Regions from separate parts of the Anas platyrhynchos genome. Here region 1 is linked to region 2. The links are chromatin contacts, called in public Hi-C maps. All regions are on one chromosome and are shown on one strand. Each heading gives the region's core, a stretch centred on a gene start, on an enhancer-like site or on the middle of the called end of the contact. The rest is flanking DNA. Distances are from core to core; before and after follow the strand shown.

Region 1 (3,865 bases), core at 546-3,045, 100 kb after region 2:
ACAGTGAGACCCCGGATTCCCCATAACTATCAGTGGCTGAATGCTGACATTGATGGAACTACACGTTTAATAACAAACTCATCTTGAACCTCAAACTAAGCCCTCTTCTTGTCTTCCAAACAGCCAGGGCCACAGTGGTTTGGCACATTCATTATAAGGGAAAAGGGGCAGGGGAAGGAAAGGAAGCAATGATCCAAATAATGCTAAATTCAGCAGACTACCACAGCAACCCAAACCCTCAGGTCCTGGCAGCCCTGCCACAACTGCTAACCCCTGCAGGCTGGTTCAGCTACACAAGCTGCTATAGAGTCATTTGACTCCTCCAGCACAAACATTTGGTGTTTTCTAAACTGGTTATTACAAACGATCTTTGCAGAAGCCCAGTAGAAACCTCAGAACATCTGATTAAATTGAAATATGAACAATGCAACAGAACTGCAGTCTGATATGGTTCTGCAGGTATGATGCACCTAGCTGCCGTAGACTGATTAGATTCTTCATTCCACTACACAGTGCTATGTTTCACATTTTAGATTTCTGATTAGTGGAGGCCTTGTTAGTGTTAGGTCAGAGGTTGGACTCGATGATCTTGAGGTCTCTTCCAACCTAGACAATTCTGTGATTTTTTCGTCTTAAATTTAATCCTTTAATTTTGTTTTCCATATAGGATGTACAAACTATGAAAGCAGTAAGAGGGCAACTCCTGTTGCTTGAAGTGTATGGGTATCTGTCCTACCAAGATTCAGATGCTCTCGTATTCTTACACACAGTGACTTGTAGTCACTCAGCGGGATGACGCAGTGCCTAAAATTAGACTTGTCCGTAAATCCTCATAGGATCAGAGCTTTAAGTACATATTTACAGAGCAGAAAACAGATCAGGCACAAGCCATGATTCCTTGTGCTAACCTAATCTCGACTTTCTTCCCTTCCCTGGCAATGCCACTAACCCCAGTGTTCACATTGCTCCTCCAGCTGTCATGCACACCCATGCAGCCGATACTCTCCTGTCGGGCCTCTTTCACTCCAGCAGGTTTAATGCCACTGGCTTTGCTTGCCTGCTTGCTCCATAAGAGACACAATTTCGCTGCAGTGCAAAGCCACTACAGCATTATGTCACTGTGCTATTAAAACAGGGAGCGATGCCTTTGCGCTGTGCACACGCACACACACCCTGGATGTGCCTGCACCGACTGGGAGCGGCCCAAATTCCCGCGGAGAGCTGCGGAAAGGTGCGAGGCCGGGGCCTGCCCCGCAGGCGGGGCCGGAGCCTAGCGCCGAGCCGGCCACGCTCGGGCCTCGCCCCGCTGCGGGCGGCCCGGGGGGAGCCCGACCCGGCGGGACGTGGAGGCGGTCCCGAAGGGCTCGCCCAGCGTTCGAGCCCCGCGGCGCGCCCGGCCGCCCGGGAGGGTTTACCTGGCCGCCCGTGCTCCGAGGAAGGGGCTCCGCGCTCCCCGCTCCGAGCCCCCGGCCCGAGCCCAGCCCAGCCGGCGGCGCGCAGGCACGGCCCGGCCCGGCCCGGCCCCTCCTCGGCGGGGCCGCGTCCTGCCGCAAAGCCGGCCCGGCCGCCGCGGGAAACGGCGCCGCGGCACCAAGGTTCCCCCCGCCGGGGGCCGCCCGCGTCCCCCCCCCCGCCGGGAGAGGCGGCCCGGGGCCGGGACTCCCGGGCAAGGAGCCCCAGGCCGGCCCGGGCGCCGGGCGCCGAGGGCGCGGAGGCTTACCCGGGAGGGAGGGAGGTGGAATCGGTGTCGCCACAGGGCAGCAACAAGATCCCCGGTGCAGCCTGTTACCAAGGAAAACCAAAAGTTGCCCGACAGTTGCAAGTTGTTTATTCCATTGGAAAGTAGCGTTGGACCCCACCCTAAGGTAGGGGTTGTGCAAAAATAACCTCCAGGCCAGGCACACCTAGGTGTTGGTTAGGGACGTACCGCAGTCTGGAAGCCCAGCGCACCCCGAGCCACCCTGTGCAGCACCCAGGGAGCTGGTGCTGGGCTGAACCAGGCTGGATCAGTGCTCAGACAATGCTGCACTAAAGGGCCACGCTGAAGCGAGTCCATAACGGGGACTCGCAGTCATCCATAAAAGAAACGTGTTTGGTTATCTTCCATAAGCAGTTTTTCTTCTCTTCATCACATACCAACAATTTCGCATATACTACAGAATGTAACCAGGTTGCGTTCGTGTGCATTACCTGATTTCAGTGACAGCAAGGATGAATGAGCACCCATGGTGCACAAAGGTACCTGTTTGTCTGCCTGAAAATTAGGTAATCCTGGCCTTTCCAAACAATCTGTCAGTACAGCACCACGCATTTCAAGTTCAGCTCATAAAGATGAATGGCCTGTTCACTGAGCAACAGGCAAAGAGTTTTCTTTTTATTCTAAGTAAATTTTATTCACCACAATCCCTCTGGTGCAACATCATCACATACTTCCTCACTATTTATTTCCAACCACCCTTTTCTCACATGGTGCTGAGACATTTCTCTCTCAAGCTCCTCTGAACAAGAGCAGCCCGCTGGGTCTCCCAGGCCTACCAAGGCTTCAGAACTTCACCTCTCCGCCAGCCATGGACCCCCAGCTCCTGTTCTGGGTCCTGCAGACACCATGGGACATGCAGGCATCGCATCTGTGGGGACATCAATGCTGGGAGAGGGAACAGGCAAGCGGTATGCCCTGTGCTCAGCAGGTATGAAACCCATCTTCTCCTGGTTCTGATTGTAATGCAGTGTTGAAGAAAAATTGCTTTTGTTTAACAATATGCACATACTTAGGTAATTTTCTGGCAAGTGTCCCCTATCTCATCTTCCACCCACAATGGAAAAGTGACTTGATTGCAGGAGAGCATTGGACTTCTTGCAACAGCTGTAGGAGATCTGCTCAGGGATATGGCACAGATGTCACTTCTTTTTAGGGGAGGGAGAGGACGTTGAAGAAGGAAACAATTGGAAGACAGCAGAGAAGCCTCACTCAAGAATCATCATCCTTCTGCTCAAAAACAGACCGCCAGAGATGCTTGGCAGCCGTAGACCTGGAAGGACAGCAGCCATGTGCCATGAACCCAGCACAGCTTCAGCTGTCTCAGCCCCAGGTCCTCAGCATTCAATGCACTCAGCCGTGGTTCCTGCCTCCCTCTTTCCCACAGCCAAAGTATGTCCCACAGGGGCTCCTTGGGACCCAGTCTGACAAATATGTCCAGTCACTCAGGCTTGCACCAGGCATCATCTGCTGTGCAGCTGATGGGAAATGCGCCTCCTCCCAGTGCTCCGTGCCTTGGTAGATGTTTCCCGGGGGCTGGCCAGCACCACGGCACCTGCATCATCCCAGAATGGCCCCGTGCTCTGTGGAGGCTTGTAAAAAACACCATGTGTTCGCCCCAGGACAAAAGAGGCACACTTTTCAGCTCCCTGAAGAGTGCTTTTCCCAGCTCTGGATATTCCTAACTGTGCTCTCATCTGCTGGAAACCCTTTGCAAAAGGGCTGAGATGGATAGCACTTTCCCTTTTCTGTGCAAAATGCAGTTAGGATGCAACTTTCTTATGCTAGGTGTAGGGAACAGTTTGGTTTCAAGTTTTTACTTCTCTTTTGTGAGAAGCACTTTTACGAACAATGGTCATCGTTTTATTGACGGAAGGGATTCCATCCCCTTTCCTTTTTTTTTTTTTTTTTTTTTTTTAAATCTGTAAGCCCTCACATATTCTTCTGCCACAGGTTTAAACAACTTAGTCTTTCTGGGCAGGTGGTCTACATTTTCTTCCTTTAATTCACTGGAGATTTCTCTGCCTGCAGACTGTGCGCTATTGGAAAGAACAAATGACCAGCCTTATCCTTTGAAGCTGCAGGATGACAGGCTCAAGTTCTGAAGAA
Region 2 (3,974 bases), core at 761-3,260:
CGGGCACACGTGCTCGGTCCTGGGCAGCTCCGCTGCGGCGGGGCTGGGGACACGGGGGTGGCTGTGCCACCACTCCCTCTTCTGCAGCACGGGGTCTTTGCAACCCTCTGTGGCTGGGGTCACCGAGGCTCCCTCCGGTCACACATGGGACAGTGGGACCTGCTTGTGGTAGGAGGCCATGCTGGGCAGCACCGTCCTGCCTGCCAGCGCCGGGCTGGCCTCGCCATATGCGGCAGCACCCACAGGCTTCCTGGGCCGGCAGCAGCGGGCTGTGAAGCGCCTCCAAGACTCGAGCGTTTTGCCAGACCAGATCCAGACGCCAGAGGTGATGCCCACCACAAGGCACATGAAGTACTTGAGCATGAAGACAGCGTAGTCGGGCTTGGGACGGTGGGGGTCCCCTGGGCAGGAGCAGTTCTGTGCCCGCTCCCACGCCTCCCGGTTGTGCTGCTCGTAGATGTAGCAGGCGATGACGATGGTGGCAGGCACGGTGTAGAGCACAGTGAAGATGCCGATGCGGATCATCAGCTTCTCCAGCTTGTCGGTTTTGGTGCCACCCTGCTTGATCACGCTGCGGATGCGGAACAGCGAGACAAAGCCGGCCAGCAGGAAGAGGCTGCCAGTGAACAGATAAACCACCAGCGGCGCCAGCACGAAGCCCCGCAGGTTCTCCAGGCTCTGGTTGCCCACATAGCAAACCCCAGCCACTGGATCACCATCCACAGAGCTGAGTGCCAGCACAGCTATGGACTTGGCGCTGGGGATGAGCCAGGCAGCCAGGTGGAAGTACTGCGCGTAGCTAGCAATAGCCTCGTTGCCCCACTTCATGCCAGCAGCCAGGAACCAGGTGAGGGACAGGATGACCCACCAGATGGAGCTGGCCATGCCGAAGAAGTAGAGGAGAAGGAAGACCACAGTGCAGAGCGCAGGGCCCGTGGTCTCGTAGTGGATGTGGTGGTGCTCGGGGTTGCAAGCCACGTTGGCATGGCCTGCCACCAGCCGCACGATGTAGCCCACGGAGACAAAGAGGTAGCACGCAGAGAGGAAGATGATGGGGCGCTCAGGGTACTTGAAACGCTCCATGTCAATGAGGAAGGTGGCCACGGTGGTGGAGGTGGACAGGAAGCAGAGGATGGACCAGAGGCCAATCCAGAAGGTGGCGAAGGTCTTCTCGTCCTGGGTGAAGTAGGGCTGGTAGCAGGGCATGGCGCAGTTGGCCACCTGCCCGGTCCTTACACGGTTGTACAGCGGATGGGACTCCTTGGAGATGGGGATCAGTGGCGCTTTGCACTTGCAAGTCTGCCCGCACTCCGTCCCCGCAGGGCGCTGCCCACCGAGCGGCGTCAGGTTTTTGGCTGCGTCCTTGGCCGGGCGCGTGGGCTTCCCGAAGAAAGGCGGCAAGGTGGTGGCCTCCGTGTGGTTGTAGCCCATGCAGAGCACCTCGGTGTCCCCCAGCACTGGCAGGCTGTCGCAGCTCATCCTCTCGGGCCAGGCGAAGCCGTACTGCTGCATGATGGGCGAGCAGCCCGCCTTGGCCCGCTCGCAGACGGAGCGGCAGGGGGGCAGCGGCTTGGTGTAGTCAGGCAGGCAGATGGGGGTGTACATGCTGCAGAGGAAGAAGCGCAGGTCCGGGGAGCACTGGATCTCCACCAGCGGCCAGAACTGGTGCACCTCCAGCCCGGCCTCGTCCTGCGTGTCGTGGTTGAACTGGTTGGGCATGTAGGTGAGGTTGTAGCCGATGCCCTTGCACATCGGCACCGTGATCTCCTGGCACACCAGCGCCTTGGAAGCGGCGCGCCCCGCCGCCGGCAGCCCCAGCAGCAGCGGCAGCCCCAGCAGCAGCGGCGCCGGCAGAGCCCGGCCGCCCATCGCCGCCGCGCTCCCTACCGCCGCCGCATGCCCCGGGCGCCTGCCCCTGCCGCCGCCGCCGCGCCGAGAGCGGGGCCGGGAGCGGGGCCCCGCGGGACCGGGACCGGGACCGGCGCCGCCGCCGCCGCCGCCGCCACCTGCGCTCTGGGGCGGCCGGGAGCCCCCGCACCGCGCCGCGCCGCGGGCCCCGCCCCGGCCCCGCCCCGCCCCGCCCCGCCGGGCTCCCCGGGCCGCCCCCGGCCCCGCCGCCGCCGCCGCCGCCCCCGCCCCGCCGCGGCAGCGCCCCCCGGCGGGCCCCGGCCCCGCCGCCCCAGCGCAGCCCCGGGGCCGGGCGCGCTGCGGCTGCTGGCGGCACAGCGCCAGCCACGCTCCGAGGGGCTCGGGGGCTGCAGGCCGCGCACCGACACGCGCCGTGCCCACGCGTGCGTTTGGCGCTGTCCGCCTGGGAGCCGGACAGCTCGGTTTGTAAAACAGGCAGAAGCAAAGCTCGGCTGAGCCCCCTTGGCACTTGGCTGCACGCCGCAAGTTTTGGCAGCTCTGAAGCTGTGCGGCACAGTGCTACCAGTCACATGCCCTTCTGAACACAACTGCACATCCCTGTAGCAGGAGTCATAACTTTTAATTCTCCTCGACCATGAGTTTCTGTGAACTAGCAGCCCAGCAGAAAGCAATCACAGACAGTTTCATTACGGCTTTCAGTTGATTATCCAAATTACAGCTGAGAGCAGAGGGCAGCCTTTTTATTATCATCATTGCTGTACAATTAGAAAACGCTGATGAAGCTCTGCAAGAGCAGAAATTCTCAGTTTTGCCGGTATTTTTCATTTTTATAATCATTCCCTTGGGCAATATCTTGGTTTGATTTGACACACAATGAGTAACAGGTACGCAGGGGGGAAGGGAAAAGATAAGAAGGGGAAAATGGGGCAGCTCTTCATTTCAGCTAATCTATCAACCCTTGTAGCCTGGTTGAGGTTTTGCCTCGCCTCCAGATGTATCTAATTCTCAGAGCCTGGCTGTAAATAATGCTGCATTTGCTACACTGGGGACACATAAAATCCAATTAAGAGACAGGTAGACATCTGTTGGCTTGCTCTGTGCTTCTGTTTCCTTTTTGGTTTTATGAATATGTAGCAGAGCAACCAGAACAGGATTAAATATGGTGTAAGTGCAAGTACAGTTGATGGGCTTGTTATTCATCTCTACAGTACGGCGCGAGAGTACAGTGCAGTACGTGCATCCAGCACCATTAGTGACAGACGCTGCGCCTGCACGAAACCTACTGTGCCAAATCCTGGAGACAAAAGAAAAAGTATTTCTCACCCCTAAGACCTTTCTGCCATTGTTAATAAACTACAAATTATTAGGAAATTGCTTTACCTTTAATCCCTGTGCAGAGGCGTTCATGAAGCTCCACCACGTCAGACAGGTCTGCTCAGATGCCTGGCCTGGCCCTGCTCATGGCTCCAGCCCGAAGGGCAGGGGCAGGGGCTGGCAGCGCGTGTCCTCACGGACGCCCCTTCCACTCATCGTTGCATTTCCAGCTGAGATGAAGTGGTTTCTGGTAGAAACAGAGCGAAAGAAGATGGTAAGTATTTCTGCTTTTGGTTCTTTCTCTGCTTTATTATCAGCATTCACTGTTTACCGCTACCAACTACTTTTGTGAAGGATACCGTGACTTTTAAAACACTTCAGGGAAAGGCTGAGCAAGCTTCCTTGGCAAAGGCCAGCTGTTGCTCTTGCCCTTGTTGGAGAACCCAGCAGACATCTGCAAAAAGCCTTTCAGCCCAGGCTGTGGGCAGGGACAAAGCTGGGAGCAGCGACCTTGCCGTACCCAAGCCGGGCTGGAAGCACAGCCCTGCCGCAGGACCTGTGAGCCGACCCTGGCCCTCAACCCCTCTTGCTTGGCGCAGCAAATCCCGGTTTTGCCTGCGCTGCTGCCAAGTCCCAGGCTGCCAGGAGGGAGGTGACTCGGGGCTCCTGGTGCCGGCGGGCAGCCTGTCACTCACCCCAGCTGGAGGCCGTGCTAGCTCAGGCGCTGCTCAAATTAGCAGTGACCCCTGATAACCACGGCTTAGCAAGGGCTGTGGCGGCTTCCAGCCCTT

What was found. A called contact is a pair of places that touch in the nucleus more often than the background predicts.
Region 1: a contact with region 2 is called in a Hi-C map of subcutaneous adipose tissue, with 2.1 times the contacts expected there. The contact joins the enhancer-like site here to the promoter of FZD5 in region 2. A contact is called at or near these places in 2 of 8 Hi-C or Micro-C datasets (skeletal muscle and subcutaneous adipose tissue).

The regions. Positions count from the first base shown.
Region 1 is chr7:27,780,851-27,784,715 of IASCAAS_PekinDuck_T2T, forward strand. No RefSeq gene overlaps it. Among named protein-coding and RNA genes, the nearest start is that of PLEKHM3, 9.7 kb to the left of the region's middle. Within about 2 kb of position 1,796, at least 4 of the 8 cell types and tissues checked have an H3K27ac peak or open chromatin away from gene starts, as enhancers often do. A contact at or near this core is called in subcutaneous adipose tissue, where this site is marked.
Region 2 is chr7:27,677,310-27,681,283 of IASCAAS_PekinDuck_T2T, forward strand. FZD5 (frizzled class receptor 5) reads right to left here and starts at 2,011. Exons shown (of 1, transcript XM_005031687.5): 1 at 1-2,011. The coding sequence starts at 1,869. The coding sequence ends at 139.